2 separate regions of the Anas platyrhynchos genome follow, and region 2 is linked to region 1. The links are chromatin contacts, called in public Hi-C maps. All regions are on one chromosome and are shown on one strand. Each heading gives the region's core, a stretch centred on a gene start, on an enhancer-like site or on the middle of the called end of the contact. The rest is flanking DNA. Distances are from core to core; before and after follow the strand shown. Region 1 holds the start of RPL13 (ribosomal protein L13). Region 2 overlaps ANKRD11 (ankyrin repeat domain containing 11).

Region 1 (7,837 bases), core at 1,751-4,250:
GATTCCAGACACAACTACCTTTACGTTCTGGGATTGGAAACAGGCTGCAGTGGACAACCTGAAAGCTGGGCTGAATTTAGAAAGCTCCCAGTCTGTGCTGCTAGCCAGTTTACAGCTGGAACAAACTGGGTTCGGCAGTCTGTGTGCTACTCACAGCAGCTTGGAAAAATCCATTTTATTTAGACGCATCCAAGATTCAGAAAGTTTCAATCTCATAATCCTCACGTCCACACCTGTGCTCTCCACCTTGACTTGTGGACTGGCAGCACCCTCCTGACTTAAAAACCGTGAAGCTGACACGTTCAGCAGAACTCGTGCTCAACCAGGCAGTGAAAGATTCCAGAGACCATCCTGCCCCCGTTCTGAAAGCTGCTTGAGAACGGCCCAGCTCGGCAGGCAGCACCGTGGCTAAGCAGCTCGGGGCTCACAGGCTCTCCCAGAGACTGAAGGCAGCTTGAACATGGCACCGTGTTTCACTGCCCGCACCTCCCCAGGGAAGCATGTGTTTTTCACACGCAGAGCCAAGACCAGACGGGAAAAGCCAACTCCCCTTTGGATCTCAGTGAGATTCTTACGAAAAGTAATTTTATACGTCAGCAACAACACCCTTCTCGAGAATTCCACCACCACTCCTTTCCCTGAACTACTCCGTGGTGCAGAGCACACCGTCACCTTCCCGGTGCCATCAGGAGAGGCGCTGCAGGCGGTGACAGGTGAGCCTCAGGCTGAAATTGGGCCAGCTGCAGCAGAGCAGCCAGCCCCAGCCCCGAGCTGTGCCTGTCCAGAGCACCAGGAGGGAGGACTGACAACCAAAGCCCTGCTGAAGTCACCGCAAACAGACGGGGCCAAGTACTTACGGAGCTGTCTCCTTTCTTGGGCGCAGAGGGCTTCCTCGGGAAGAGGATGAGCTTGGAGCGGTACTCCTTCAGCCTCTGCACGTTGGCCTGCAGCGACTCCGTGGATTTGTTCCGCCGCCTGGGATCCACCGAGATTCCGATGGTCCGGGCAAACCTTTTGTTAATGCCGGCCAGCTGTGGAGAAACAGAGCATGCAGCGCTAGCATGGGACAACGTGTGACAACACCGCACGGCTGAGCACAGCCACCAGCCTTGTCACCTGGCTGGAACCCCCACTGGTACTGGGGTCTGGCCTGAGGCATCAGCAGTGCCACCATTTAGACTCTGAGAGGTGCTGGACAAATTTATGGAGCCAGCACCCGGGAACTGGTTTGCTGAACAGTGACAGCTCCACTAACAAAATACTTTTGGTAACACCCTTAAGCAATAACCTCAATTTCTGTTTAAAAGCAAACAGCTGTGTACCCATTTACATCCCAACATTATCTGAAAATTAAAGAAAAACAAAGTAATGAAGCATTTGGCATTCAGAAGTGCGGCTTTACTGCTTCAGTGCACTGATTTCACTGTAATAAATGCTTTAATTAAACACTAAACAACACGCGAGAGGCTGGGGGTGCTGGCTGCCAGCAGTCACTAACATTTACTCCTGCTGTGTGGGATCAGGCTCGTGGGGCTTTCTGCAGCCCACCTCCCTCTCGGCTCTCTGCCAGCAGCTCATCAGCTGAGAGCCACCTGGGAGGATGGTGCAGGACCTTCTCCTGCAGCAAGGCGAGGGAGCTGGCAGCTTCCCCCAGCCTCTGCAGTGACTGCAACCGACCCGTTCCACAGCACAAACAGGTCTGCACCAGCTGCATCGTGCAGGGTTTGCAGTGGTGTGTTTTACAAAGAAAGAGCCATTTAACAACAAAACCTGCCGGTCCTTTTACTTAAATGAAGTTCAGGAGACTCAATTCACGCTCTACCAGAACCTGATTTTAATGTTTTTAATGTTTTGTTTTAAGTGACAGCCTGACCAGGCACACCAGTATTTAGTTCTCAAATTAACCTATCGCTCTGTCGTGTTACTGCTTCCCCATGCCACAATCACAAAAAAAAAAAAAAGGAAAAAAGAACACTAACATTTTGTGTGCTTCTCCACTGATAGCAGCAGCCTGTCCCTGGCTACGTGCTGGCTCAGCCAGTGCAAGCAGATGGCGATACTTCCATACACCGCAGCCACTTGTGAGTTAATTTTATGCAAAATAACAGAACAATGGAGCCCAAGCTCAAGAGCGGGCCTTCCTGAGCAGGGACAGCTCCTCCCTACTTACCTTCAGCTCCTCTAGGCTGAAGCCTCTGCCGGCACGGACTTTTTTGTGGTACCTGATGGTCGGACACCTCACGATGGGCCGGACGGGCCCAGCCACCGGCCGAGGCGCAATGCGGCGAGCCTTTGCCTGGCGAGCCTTCCTCCTGGAGCGGGGGGCAGCGAGCTGTCACCGACAGCACCCTCCAGCCACCCCCCAGCCGCACGGGGGGGCTCCCAAACCCCAAATCCCGACCCAGGGGATCCCCAAACCCCCCCCCAGGGCGGCTCCAGCGGTCATCAGTAAGGGTTTGTTTTCATCACAGCCCTACAGCGATTCCGGATGTTCCACATCATTTGACCGTAGCCGGAGCCAGCCCCGCTCCTCTCCCCTGGGCTCCCCGCTCACCTGCGGATCTTGCGGGCGGGTTGGTTGAACCAGGTGGCGACGCGGCGCTGCCAGTCCTTGTGGAAGTGCGGCTTCAGGATCATGCCATTGCGGCTGGGCGCCATGGCGGCTGCGGCCTGCGGACACGGACAGGGCTGGGCTGCGATCCCGCGCCATCCACCGGCACAAAACCCCTCCGCGGCATCCCTCGGGTTCTGCCCCGCTCCCCCCGAGCGCCCCGAGCGCCGCCCGGCGCCGCCCCGGCCGGATGGCGGCGGATGGAGCCCGATGCGGCCCCGCGGCGCAGCCACTCACCTCCCGCCTGCGAAGATGGCCGACCGGAAAAGGGCGAGGCTGCCGCGGTGCGCGCCGGAAGTGCAGAGGCAGCTCCGGGAAGATGGCGGCGCCGGAAAGGGCTCGGGGCGGCTTCAGCTTGCCCGCACTCAAGATGGCGGCGCCTTAAAGGGCCCCGCACCCCTAAGCAGGGGGCTTGGGATCAAGGCTCGGGGGGGCTGAAAAGGGGTCGGAGGGGGTCTGGAGGGCACGAGCAGCCCTGCTGCAGCACGCCAGGACCGGTCCGTCCCAAAAGGGCTTTCCCTCAGCTCTGCCTCTCGCAGCCCTGCTGTAAAAACCCAGTATAAGGCCGTAAAAAGGCAGCCCGTACCTGCAGGACACAGCTGTGCCTCCACACATCGCACAAACACCACCACGTTCAAGATTTTATTCTGGTGCAGTCTGGTTTTCAACTTCTAGTTCGTGTCCAGCAGCAAAGACAAGCACAGGTTACGGTGGAGTCGCGTAACGGCAGCGCTGGACCCAGCTCAGCCTCCCGGGGGTGGCTGCTGCCCACCCTGGCACCCCACACGGCACAGCCCCGGGTGGCTGAGGAGCACCCCACAGCACATCTCATCCCAAAGAACGTGCACACAACAGCCCCGCGGACGAGAAATCCTTCCAGCAGATGAGACTTACCCAACTCCTAACCACTACTGCCCTGCTGAGAATCAATCTCAAAGCCCTAAGGAGTTCTCCTTCCCGCAGGGAAAAGCTTGTTGCAAGAGGCAGCGGAGCCATCCCTTCGTTTTTGGGGAATGGCATCACAGATTCCCTGCTCGGTATCTTTGATTTCGGAGCTGAAGAGGGACAGAGTCTGCGTTCAAAAGAAGCCTCTGGAGTCCTCCCATTGCACACAGATGGGCTTCACACTGGTCTCAGGCGTGGTTCTTCCTCCTCCTCGTGGTTTGGTGGCTGCTGGGGCATTTCTTCATCTCTGGTGTCCTGCTTGTCTCTCTCTGCTTGAAGCCAGCTCTGAGGAGCTATCATTTTCTTTGGCCCGTAGGGCGGGGGCCCAATCAAAGCTTCGATGTCGTCGTAATTTATCACTTCTTTCTCCAGGAGGGCATTGGACAGCTAGAAAGAATAAACAAGGCGTAATGAGGCACAGGGGTTTGAAAACAGCCCCTCTGAACCCATCTGACCTCTCCCTGCCAGCTCAACTCGGACCTCCACATCTGGACTCAGCACGTGCTGGAGCACGCGAGCCAGCGGGACCCCAGCACCCACTGAGCCAGTACAAAGCTTCCCAGGCAGCCGGCACCTTCTGCAAGCCTGATTTTGGCCAGAAACATCAAATATGACTGGAGGCAATAAAGCTTGCGTTAGGAAGTGATTCGGCAAGGCAGAACCCCGGGGACAGCGGGGAAGTGCCCTTACTGCCGCTGTCACAGCGCCCGGGGCCCTGCCTAAGGAGGCAGAGAGGCAGCAGCTGAGGCTGGAGCCAGAGCCAGAGCCCTCCTCTGCTCACAGAACGTGTCACAGCTGCCCCTGCACGCTGGGGGTCACCAGGAAGGTCCTCCCCAGCCCCTCTGCGAGCAGGGCCACGCTGCAGCAGCGGGTGGCTGTCCCCACGAACCGCTCCGTTCTGCTGACGAGAGGCGACGCGCCGGCCTGGCAAACGGGACGCTCTGTAGGCACTTTGGCTTGAGTTGAAAAGTTTTCTCTCTGCTGACCCTCTAGCAAATATCTGATTGCTGTGAAATGAAAGCGTTGGAACGGAGGAGCCCTGTGGAGAGGAGAGCCCCCGACAACGCCCGCTCTCAGCACTGCTGGGGCACGGTCCCGGGGACAGAGCGGGGATCAGCAGGGTGTCCGAGCGAGTTCTGGCCACCTTACCACGCACAGGAGGCTTGCTGCTGGGCAGAGGGAAGCATTTTGGGTTTTGTTGTTGTTTAAAAAGATTGAAAGATTGCTTCATTCGCAAACCATGCGACATTAGGTTGGCTCCTCATGTTATGGACCAGGCGTCTGAAGGGAAGGTCAAGGAGCACCAAGGGATGGGGGCAGAGGCCCTGGCAGCGAGGGGGGGGCTGCCTAGGGGCTCCCAGGACACAAATTTGCAGAGGCAGAGCTCTGCCTCTGCAACAAGTTCTCCTTGACATATCAGGTATGAAGCAGGTAACTGGTGCAAGCTGCCTGGAGGCACCAGTCAGCCTGTGACAGGTCCCGTGTCCTCTCACCATCCCCAGAAACCATTCACCCAATTCTTTTATGCCTACAGAGCCTGGAAGGACGAGCTGCTCTCGCCTTCACAGGCTTCACAAGAATGGTCACTGCTTTCCAGGAAGCTGCATTTCCTAGAGGCTAGCACAGAAGTACAGGTGAGGGAGCCAAATTTGGGGTTTGATTGCTTCCATCCAGCACAGAGCACTCCTCCCCTCCCCTGCAAATACCAGCTGGTGTCAGGAGGTGAACTACTCACTGCTGGAGGAGGTGCACATCCTCCCTCTGCCTGCTTCTAATCTAGGGGATACGCAGTGAACAGCCTCTGATTCCCAGCACGTTAATATCTCCACTACCAGATATTTTAGGGCCACAGAGACGCTGCAACAACCAAGCTGCAGAGCACAGAAAATATCAAGGTCAAAAGCAACAGTAAAAGAAACCTCAGACAACTCCAACTTACTGTCTGCAGCTTATCCCGGTTGTCCAGCAGGAGTTTTTCTGTGCGTCTGTAAGCCTGAGCCACCAGCACTTTTGCTTCCTAGAAGACAGTAACAAGAAGGGACTTGCAGTGCAAGTGGAAACACACAACACATGGACAAACAAGAGAGCACCTAGAGCAAGGATGTGCAAACCGAGCAGGCAGAAAGCAGCTACCACTAACAGAAAATACAGATAAGCCTTTTGAAAAAAGCCACAAGAGTGCTTCTGATAAGAAGCAGTAAACTTTTGTGCTAGCAAAACTCTCAAAGAGAGTCCCTGCTGATGGGAAAGAACTCTAAGGAAGCCACCCAGTAGCAAAAGACACAGCTCAGTACAAAGCCCAAGGTTTGGTTTTCAGCTATGTGACTTGCATTTTTCATCAAGCTGCAGAAAGTAAAGAACAAACAGGAAGGTGTGCTCAGGGGCAGCCTTACGTGGTCCATCATTTGCTGAAGTCCCTGGCTGAAAGGGCGCCGACCAATTCCAGGGGCACTCTCCACATCCGGGAAGGAGAGCTGCCCGATGCTGGGCACCATCCCGTACTGCTTCACCATGGAGTAGGCGATTTTGGTCACCTTCTTCAGGTCATCCTGGGCTCCTGCATGAAAGAGACGCGATGTTTGCCAGCTCTGAGTGGAGCGCAGGGGAAGCAGGTCCTACACAAGCACACGTTTGACTACTCGAGGGACTAGAGGACCTGCAGGAACCCAGGCAGATGATCACTGGCTGCTGATGGACCTTTCCTTGTGTGCTGCAAGACCCATGCATGACCCTGAGTGAATACACTGGTAGCTGAAGTATATGGATTGCTCAGCAGCCACTGCCTTCTGTTACCACATTTGCCTATAACCAGCTGGAATTAAGTGGAAGCAAGGCACAGAAGGTCCGGGCTCTTCCACCGGCCAAGAGTCTCGCTGGGTAATTGCACCCGTGGCCTTAGGCTTTGGGACAAAGTCTAAGACAACACAGTTGCATCCCACAATGAGACCTTCATTCTTACAAAAACAACTCGAAGATCAAAACAAGTAATTTGGCATTTCCCTTTCCCACTGCCCAGAGTGGGAAAATTCTAAGATCACCCTTGGACAGAGCAACAAGTACAGAAGTTCAGACTATTTACACAATTTCCACTTGCCTGCAGCAGGGTCTGACTCCTCACCTGTAGTGACTTTGTTAAAGGTGATGGCCTCGGACACTCTCCCGCCCAGAGCCATGCACATCCTCTCCAGCAGCTGCTCCTTGGTGAAGAGATACTGCTCTCTTGGAAGGATCTGAGCAAACCCAAGTGCTGCGTTTGTTCGAGGGGCTATGGAAACCTGCAACACAGGGCAGCTCCGTCAGGGCAGAAAACAAAAAGAACCAACTCTAACAACAGAGAGAAGAAAGGAAGGGCCTGCACTCCCAGTGAGATCTGTTGGAAGCGATGGTGCAGGCTGACACACAGCTGAAACTGCAGTACGTTGCCATTCCCATACTGAAGCCTCTGCAGCTGCAGACATGCACTTTCTGCCATTCCAGGTCAAAAAATAAAAAGGAAGCTGTCCTTAACAGCAAGTAAATTAAATTCTAGGAGCTCAGAGCACCTCTGAAGCATATAAGCCAACCAGAGCTTGCTTTACCATGTTCCAGAATCATCAGGACTACCTGGAGAAACACAGGATGTCTTCAGAAAAATAAGAGCCGTTTCCCCCATCCAGCCACATCTCATTGAGAGTAATTAACAACAGTTCAGCTTATACAATAGGTCATTCAGAGTGAATTTGCTGCTGGTGGCAGGCCAAGAAGCTGTCATCCTTGTCGTTCCCACCCCTCCACCTCTCCCCTTCGTCAAGGCTCTTTGAGGAGACGTGCGTGGGACAGAAGGCACCCCGGGGTGCAAAGGGAGGCCCTTCCCTACAGAGAAGGGCTTCAGACACACCAAATCTCAAGCGTGCCGATCTGAAAAGCACATCTCTTCCCATCAGTATCAGAGCAGCTCCTGCAATGGCCTGACTGGTAGCTGCAACGTGCTGGCAGGGAAAGAGACCGTGCAGGCACGCACACAGCGCAGCGCTGTGCCTGGAGGAGGCGCACGAGCTGAGCAGCAGCAGCAGGACGCTCACTTGCTCCAAATGTGCCCAGCACCAGGGTGGCCAGCAGGCACGTTGGGAGTGCTTTACTGTTGGCTTGTAAAGGCAAGATTTTTCCTGTGGCTGGTTAAGCTTTGCACCACCACTGTCATGTCTGGAGCCCGATAACGGACTTCTTGACAGCGTATCTTGAGAACAAAGGTCTCTGCTCTCGTGAGCCCCCACCTGTGGTTCTGCATTCAGCTCTGGGGAC
Region 2 (7,837 bases), core at 3,063-5,562, 140 kb after region 1:
GGATTTGGGATTTGGGTAATTTTTATCTGTTGTGTGACCCCCCCTCTGGGGTTTTGAGAGGCGCAGCGTGCTGTCCGTGTGTGTACATCTGCGTCCTACACACACACGCTGCAGCTTTTAGCTGCCTGGTTTGTTGCTCTTAACGCAAATCTCGCTGCTTATGTTGCTGTTACTTGAAAACCAGCAAAAAGCTGTGTAGTCTGCAGAGCATTCAGCTGTTCCCAGAAAATGTGCTCCCCTCCCAAGGCTGTCAGACCTCACATGTGCTTGGTAAAAGGCCACTTCCCTTAGGAAATGAGGTTTTAGGGTAAGGAGCTGCATTGTCTACTCCTAAATCATGGGATTGCCTACAGTCTTTGCAAGGACTGCAGTTCTCTCCAGCGGGCTTTGGCAGCCTGCAATTAATATCTGTATTACACACACACAGGCTTTCCTCTGTCTTCACATCAACTTCAGAGGCTGTTAACTCTCGGTGCCTTCTGGGGAGCGTTTTGGTGGAGAGGCGAGATGAAACGCGTTGCAACAGCTCCCTCTAAGGGTTTGCGTCTTGCTCTGAGCTGCGCTTCCTGACTCTGTTCTCTCCTCCTCGCAGTTGACACAACACCAAAGCATCCCTCTCAGTCCACAGTTTGTCAGAAGGGAACTCCTAACTCTGCCTCCAAAACCAAAGATAAAGTAAATAAGAGAAACGAGCGAGGAGAGACTCGGCTGCATCGAGCTGCCATCCGAGGAGATGCCCGGCGCATCAAGGAGCTCATCATCGAGGGTGCGGATGTCAATGTGAAAGACTTTGCAGGTAAGCAGCCCCGCACCAGGAGCTCTGCGCTTCGCCCTCGGGTTGGATGTGCCACCCACAGAGTGGCTCCTGCCAGGGGAATTTGTTTCCTTACCACCCAGGTTCGCTACTTGGAAAGGAGAGATTATCCAAAACCAATGAATTCGCCTTTAGGGGAGGAAAACATCTTGCTGTCCTTTAAAAAAAAGAAAATACAGATTTCTAAGAGTTAAAAATCTTTGGAAAACATCCGCCCCTGTGTTGGAGCTCAGCAGCTGAAGTCTCAGGGCTGTCCTTGCTGCACCCACCCTGCTCCTGCCGGGCTGGGGGTGCGGATCCCTGCTCCCCCCGGGGCTCTCGTGGCTCCATGCTCAGCAGTGGGACCGGGACCCTCTGGGCCATTTCTTGTTCCACACACGTGATGCCTGAGAAGTCTGGAGGAGGATTTGCAAAGGCTGTTTTAGCTCTTTTTTTTTTTTTTACTTAAAACGTAACAAACGTGCGTAAAGATATGAAAACACTGGGTTTGTGGAGTCGGTGATCCGGAATCAAATGGTGATGCTGTCAGCTGCCTGGGGTTTAAGTACTGAATGTGGGGTGCTGCTGAGAGGAACCACACCGCTGCTGCACTAACGAGGGGGCTAAATTAGCACGAGGCAGCCTCTCTTCCGGCACGTCCAAGAGCTCGACTTTGCTCTTTGCTGTTCCCTTTGCACGATTTTTTGGCTATAAATAGCTGTGCGTGTTCCTCTGCCTGGGTGATTAATGCCAGCGCTAGACGGAGGTATCAGCTGTGATTAATTCCGGGCACAGGTGCCCCCTGCTCGTGCTCCCGGTGAAGGTAACGGGCGCGCTCCCACGGCGCTATCAGCAAAACACCCAAGGAGCCGCACGCCTTTTGCTGGGAAACTTCAAAACAGCTCCTGCTTAAAAATAGCCTGTTTGAACATGATAAAATACTTCATCCCGTGGTCTTCAGAGGTTTGTTTGAGAACGAGAGCCGCTGTTACTGTGGAGATGGGCTGTTTGGTTCCTCTCCGAGATCAGGGCCTGTTTTTTGGTGGCATTGCTTGCTTTGGAAAGCACGCAGAAAATATTTGTTAGGTCTGCGTGGGGGATGCTTCGGGGCAGTGTCTGTAGCTCGGAACTCAGCCCTGCTGTAGGAGGCTGTGTTTCTCTTTTCAGACAAGGGAAGGGATTTGAGACCTGGCTCCCACATGGCATCAGCAAGCCTCCCAATTTCCTAGCCAGAACTTTGCCCTCGGGTTTGCCAGGGCTGTGCCATTTCTAGCAGGCGATCTGACTGCCCGTGGTGCACCCCGAGGGGAAGGTGGGGCTGGTCCTGCAGAGCTCCCCGAGCTGCGGGGCCGGGCTGCAGGCTCCTGGTGCAGGCAGCCGTGGTGGATGGAAGTTGCTTTTCTCTCTCTGACCCTCTCCATGAAGGTGATGCCCACCTCTCGGTGTCTGTTTGCTCGCAGGCTGGACGGCGTTGCACGAGGCATGCAACCGGGGATACTACGACGTGGCAAAGCAGTTGCTGGCTGCAGGCGCAGAAGTCAACACCAAGGGGTTGGACGATGACACCCCGCTGCACGACGCAGCCAACAACGGGCACTTCAAGGTTGGTTGTGGCTGGATTCCACGGCTCTCTTTCAATGACCTTTTTCTTCTCGTGTGCCAAGCAGCCACCTGTGAAAATGCAGAGATTCTGGTTATTTTGTTATGGTTTGCTGCTGATAGCCCTGTAGCGGTGAGAACCTCCTGCCCCCGTACTGCTCAGCGTTGTACTTGCAGAGGAGAAGAGTTTGTTCTGGAGCACAGGGAGAGTGCATGGCTTTGCAGCTGGTTTTTCTCCATGTTTTCCTGCCCAAATTGATTCATGTTGCTGGCCTTTGTCTTCTTATCGATGTCTGTTAGTGCCACAGGGCTTGTCCTGTGGCTGACAGCAGGCTGCTCTCCAGCTTGAGCATGTCCCCTTTTTGTTACATGTGAAAGACCAAAAAGAAAAACCAAAAAGAAAAACCAAAAACACCCCAACAGATTCAGAACATCTTTACAAACACTTAAAGTCTCTATTTCCATTTCCAGGTGGTGAAATTGTTGTTGCATTATGGAGGGAATCCTCATCAAAGCAACAGGAAGGGGGAGACACCTCTAAAAGTAGCCAATTCTCCCACCATGGTGAATCTGCTCCTGGGGAAGACGACATACCCCTCCAGCGAAGAGAGCTCAACAGGTGAGGCTGACCTTTTTGTGCACGTAGGAGCGATATCTATGGCCTGCAGCAGTCTGTTAGTACAGAGACGTTAGGAGGACGGTGAAATTAGGCTGTTCTCAGAGTATCTGCACGCTGCTGTCACAGCCAGGAGCCCAGCTGTAGCTGCACTGCAGGCGCCTGCCCCGCTGGTGCCGGTGCCGCTGTTGTGCTTGAGCCAGGTGGGAAACATCACAGGCTTCATTAGTGCTAATTGCAGGAAACGTTCCTGTCTTATGGGGAGTCTTGGCCTTACCCTATTTGCAGTCATAATCCTGTTAGAAAGTTTTTCCCTTGCTGCATGCTGGATGTTCTCAGGAGCACGCCTCGCGGGGCTGAGAGGGGCTGACTGTTCCCTAAGAGATCTTCCAGCTCGGCGTTTCGGGGTGGCAGCTGCAAGCTGAGCAAAAGCTGGGGGAGGAAAGGGGTGGCAGGGCTCCTTGCAGGCCTTAACGCGGTGTTTTTCTCCCTCTGCAGAGACGTCAGAAGAGGAGGATGCCCCGTCCTTCGCTCCCTCCAGCTCTGTTGATGGCAATAACACAGACTCAGAGTTCGAGAAGGGTTTGAAGCACAAGCCCAAGGCCCAGGAGCCCCCCAAAACCATCACCCCGGTGAAGGATGAGTATGAATTTGATGAGGACGATGAACAGGACCGGGTCCCGCCAGTCGATGACAAACATTTGCTGAAAAAGGATTACAGAAAAGAGACTAAAGCAAACAGTTTCATTTCCATACCCAAAATGGAAGTGAAAACTTATACTAAAAATAACACAATTACACCAAAGAAAGCTGCCCACCGCATCCTGTCGGACAGCTCGGACGAGGAGGAGACCAGCGTTGCTGTGGGGACGGGGGAGAAGCTGCGACTTACGACCCACTCGATATTGCCCAGCAGCAAGATTCGGGAGCCTGCCAGCACAAAGCCGCAGAAGGAGAAAAGCAAAGTAAAAAAGAAGCGGAAGAAGGAGACGAAAAGCAAAGAGGTTCGATTTGGCAAAAAAAATGACAAATTTTGTTCCTCTGAATCAGAGAGTGAAAACGTGGAGAGTGAGGAGGATGACAGAGACTCTCTTCAGAGCTCTAGCTGTGTAAAGGACTCCAGGCTAGTGCTAAAAGAATCCTCCTTGTTTAACTCTCTGTCTGCCTCATCGACCTCTTCTCATGGGAGTTTAGGCTCCCAGAAACATAATCCTAATCTTACAGAACAGCACTCCAAGCACTGGAGGACGGACAATTGGAAAACCATATCTTCTCCAGCTTGGTCAGACGTCAGTTCCTTATCGGACTCCACAAGGACGAGGCTGACGAGCGAGTCAGACTACTCGTCCGAGGATTCGAGCTTAGAGTCGCTAAAGCCAGTCAGGAAGAAACCAGAGCACAAAAAGAAAAACAACCCACACAACACTGTTTCTGAGAAAAAGAATTCATTCCATAGCAATGTGGATGGAGCAATTCCAAAGCTGGACAAGGAGGGGAAGGTTGTTAAAAAACATAAAACAAAACATAAACATAAAAACAAGGAGAAGGGACAGTGTCCCATCAGCCAAGACATTAAAATAATCAAAACTTTTTCTTTTGAGTTTGAGGACTCTAAACAAAAGCCTGAGAAAGGCTTGATAGTAGAGACAGAAAATCCAGTCGAAAACAAATTGAAAGTGTTAAAGCATGAGCGAGAACACTGTAAGAAGGAAGAAAAACTCCCCAAAGGTAAAGGGGAGGAGAAAGAGTGGTTGTTTAAAGATGAGACTGGAAAATCCTCGAAAGAGGAGAAATCATTAAGAAAAGTCAAAGAGGGTAGTAAAGACATGAGCAAATCCTTCAGAGAAGGATTGAGTAAATCAGAAAAAGAGAAACCTGTAAAGGAGAAGTCTCCAAAGGAGGAGAAGCCAAGAATACACAAGGAGGAGAGAAAGAAGAAGTCAAAGGACAAGCAGTCAAAATCTGAAAAGAAGAATGAGCTGAAAGAGGAGAAGGTTGCTAAACTAGAGAAAGAAAAATCCTTCAAGGAAGAGAAGGAAAAATGCAAAAAAGAAAAAATGTACAGGGATGAGTCTGGCTTTGATGAGTTTAATAACAAAAACCAATTTCCCGAAAGCGAGGACACAAAGTTCAGCCTCTCGGATGATCAGCAAGAGAGGTGGTTTTCAGACTTGTCTTCTGATTCCTCCTTCGATTTCAAAGGCGAGGATAGCTGGGATTCTCCGGTCACAGATTTCAGGGAGATTAAAAATGACACCGTGGCAAAACTAATCATAGAGCCAGTGAAAGAGGAAATTAAAGACAAGAAAAAGGAAAACAAAACGAAGGAGAAGAAAGAATACAACGAGAAGCGTAATGAAAAGGACGCTTTCTTAAAGAAGAAGGACAGAGACTACGTGGACAAAAGCTCCGACAAGAAAAAGGACCAAACAGAAAGACACAAAGCTGCTCCTAGCTATTTGCCTGAAAAGGACAAGAAGAGGAAGGATTCTGCAGAAAGCGTCAAGGAGAGGAAAGAAAAAGATACAGGTGAAACCAACAAAGACAGAAAAGATTCCTCTGATGGCTCTAAAGACCGGAAAGACAGTAAAACAAAGCAGGAGGAGCCCTATCGAGATGACTTCAAAGAATATGGCTGTGAAACCTTCTTCAAGGACAAGTCTGATGCTGAGTTCAGTGGCAAAACCCTGGAGAGTTGGGAGCGGCACCATTCTGGGAAGGAAAAGGAGAAGAAAGATGCTCCCGACAAGGAAAAAAAAGAAAAAGTGAAGCCAGAGAAGTACAAGGAAAAATCCAAAGAAGGCGACAAGGAGAAAAGTGAAAAAGCTGCACCGGAGAAAATCCCAAAAGACAAAGAACTCGAAAAGGGTTTCAAAGAGAAAAAGGAAAGTAAGGAAAAATACAAAGACCTGCACAGCAAAGACAAAGAAAGGAAGAGCTCCTTCGACCAGGTCAAAGAGAAGAAGGAGAAAAACTTTGTGGATCGAGAGGACTTCTCCGAGAAAAAGGATGAGAAGAAAGGCAAGGAGAAGAGCTGGTACAGCATCGCGGACATCTTCACAGACGAAAGCGAAGACGAGAGGGATGATTACAGCCTGACTGGGTTCAAAGTCAGCGAATCCGTTGGGGGCGAAATGCACCGGCTGGACAGCCTGCAGGAGAAGGACGAGGGCGCAGCGGCTGAGAAGGAGCTGTACCCCGAGAAACACCGCAAGTACTCCTCCGACCGGCAGCACTCGGGAGAGAAGCAGAAAGATAAGGACTCCAAGGAGAAGAAGAAGGACAAAGGAACATCGGAAGGGGGGAAGGAGAAGAAGGAGAAGAGTTCCTTTGAAAAACACAAAGAAAAGAAAGAGAAGGATTCTTCGGAGAAGTACAAAGACAGGAAAGACAGAACATCCATAGACTCCAACCAAGAGAAGAAGAACAAGCAAAAGCTCCCGGAAAAGGTTGAGAAGAAGCATGCCAGTGATGACAAGGTGAAGAACAAGCATAAGGAGAAGCTGGACAAGGAGCATTCCAAAGAGAAAAAGTCTTCGAAAGGGGGAGAGTCAGAGAAGAGCCTGCTGGAAAAATTGGAGGAGGAGGCTCTGAACGACTACAGGGACGACTCCAACGACAAAATCAGTGAGATCTCTTCTGACAGCTTCACAGACAGAGGACAGGAGCCGGGACTGACCAGCCTCTTCGAGTCTTCGAATCTCTCTCTTACCGATGCCTCCGAAGAAAAGTTCAAGGACGCCCTCCCGTTACCCTGCCTGCAGGACAAACTCAAGGAGAAGGAGCGACACCGGCATTCCTCATCGTCATCAAAGAAAAGCCACGAGAAAGAAAAAGCAAAGAAGGAAAAGACGGAGAAAAAGGAAAAATCAGATGAATTTAAGGACTCCAGCAGCAGAAAGGATTCCAGTCATTATGAAAAAGATTTCTCTGTGGATGGGGAGGCTTTCAGCACTTCCTACAACATGAAGGCGGAGCCTGATGAGGAACCAGAGAAAAGCATTGATTACTTATTTTCTGAAAAGAAAGACAAAAATGATTCTGAAAGAGAGCTGTCAAAGAAGGCGGAAAAAGAAAAGACTTATGGTTCCAGCGCCATCAGCACAGCTAAAGAGAAAAAGAAGCGAGATAAACACAAGGAGAAATGGAAGGAGGAAAAGGAAAAGCACAGAGACAAACACGCAGATGGCTTCTTTAAGCATCACAAAGACGAGCCAAAGTCAACACTCAAAGAGAAGGACAGTCCTCAAGTTACCACCTTCAAGGACAAATCAAAGGAGGAAAACCTCAAATTCGGTGAAACCAAACTCAAGGAGAAGCTCAAGGAGAACCAAGAGAAAGACAAATCGGAGTCAATAAAAATAAGCAACGGCAATGAAAAAATAACCCTTTCCAAAGACAGCGGCAAGAAGGATGCCAGGCCCAGGGAGAAGCTGCTGGGAGACGGTGACCTGATGATGACCAGCTTCGAGAGGATGCTGAGCCAGAAGGACCTGGAAATCGAGGAGCGCCACAAAAGGCACAAGGAGAGGATGAAGCAAATGGAGAAAATGAGGCACAGGTCCGGAGACCCCAAGCTAAAGGACAAAATTAAAAGCTCGGAAGACGTTCGCAAGAGGAGTCTGGATCTGGCAACAAAGAAGCCATTAACGCTGGACACCCAGCTCAAGGACAAGAAGCTCAAGGAGCTGGGCCCGCTGACCCCCATCCTGTCACCAGAAAACAAACCCCAACCCGCCGTGGGCACGGACTCCAAGGACTGGATCACGGGTCCTCAGCTGAAGGAGATCCTCCCGGCCTCCCCCAGGCCGGATCAGAACCGGCCGACG

The links. Hi-C and Micro-C count contacts between places; a contact is called where the count stands out from the background.
Region 2: a contact with region 1 is called in a Hi-C map of F5 follicle, with 3 times the contacts expected there. The contact joins the enhancer-like site here to the promoter of RPL13 in region 1. A contact is called at or near these places in 5 of 8 Hi-C or Micro-C datasets (F1 follicle, F5 follicle, liver and 2 more).

The regions. Positions count from the first base shown.
Region 1 is chr12:1,448,591-1,456,427 of IASCAAS_PekinDuck_T2T, forward strand. RPL13 (ribosomal protein L13) reads right to left here and starts at 3,001. Exons shown (of 6, transcript XM_027466423.3): 1 at 2,849-3,001; 2 at 2,555-2,670; 3 at 2,171-2,312; 4 at 858-1,031. The coding sequence starts at 2,658. It overlaps SPG7 (SPG7 matrix AAA peptidase subunit, paraplegin), which reads right to left. Exons shown (of 17, transcript XM_027466410.3): 14 at 6,675-6,831; 15 at 5,950-6,113; 16 at 5,496-5,573; 17 at 3,240-3,943. The coding sequence ends at 3,734.
Region 2 is chr12:1,587,314-1,595,150 of IASCAAS_PekinDuck_T2T, forward strand. ANKRD11 (ankyrin repeat domain containing 11) reads left to right here. Exons shown (of 13, transcript XM_072043799.1): 6 at 593-796; 7 at 2,254-2,396; 8 at 2,864-3,011; 9 at 3,507-7,837. Among named protein-coding and RNA genes, the nearest start is that of SLC22A31, 12 kb to the right of the region's middle. Within about 2 kb of position 4,313, at least 4 of the 8 cell types and tissues checked have an H3K27ac peak or open chromatin away from gene starts, as enhancers often do. A contact at or near this core is called in F1 follicle and F5 follicle, where this site is marked.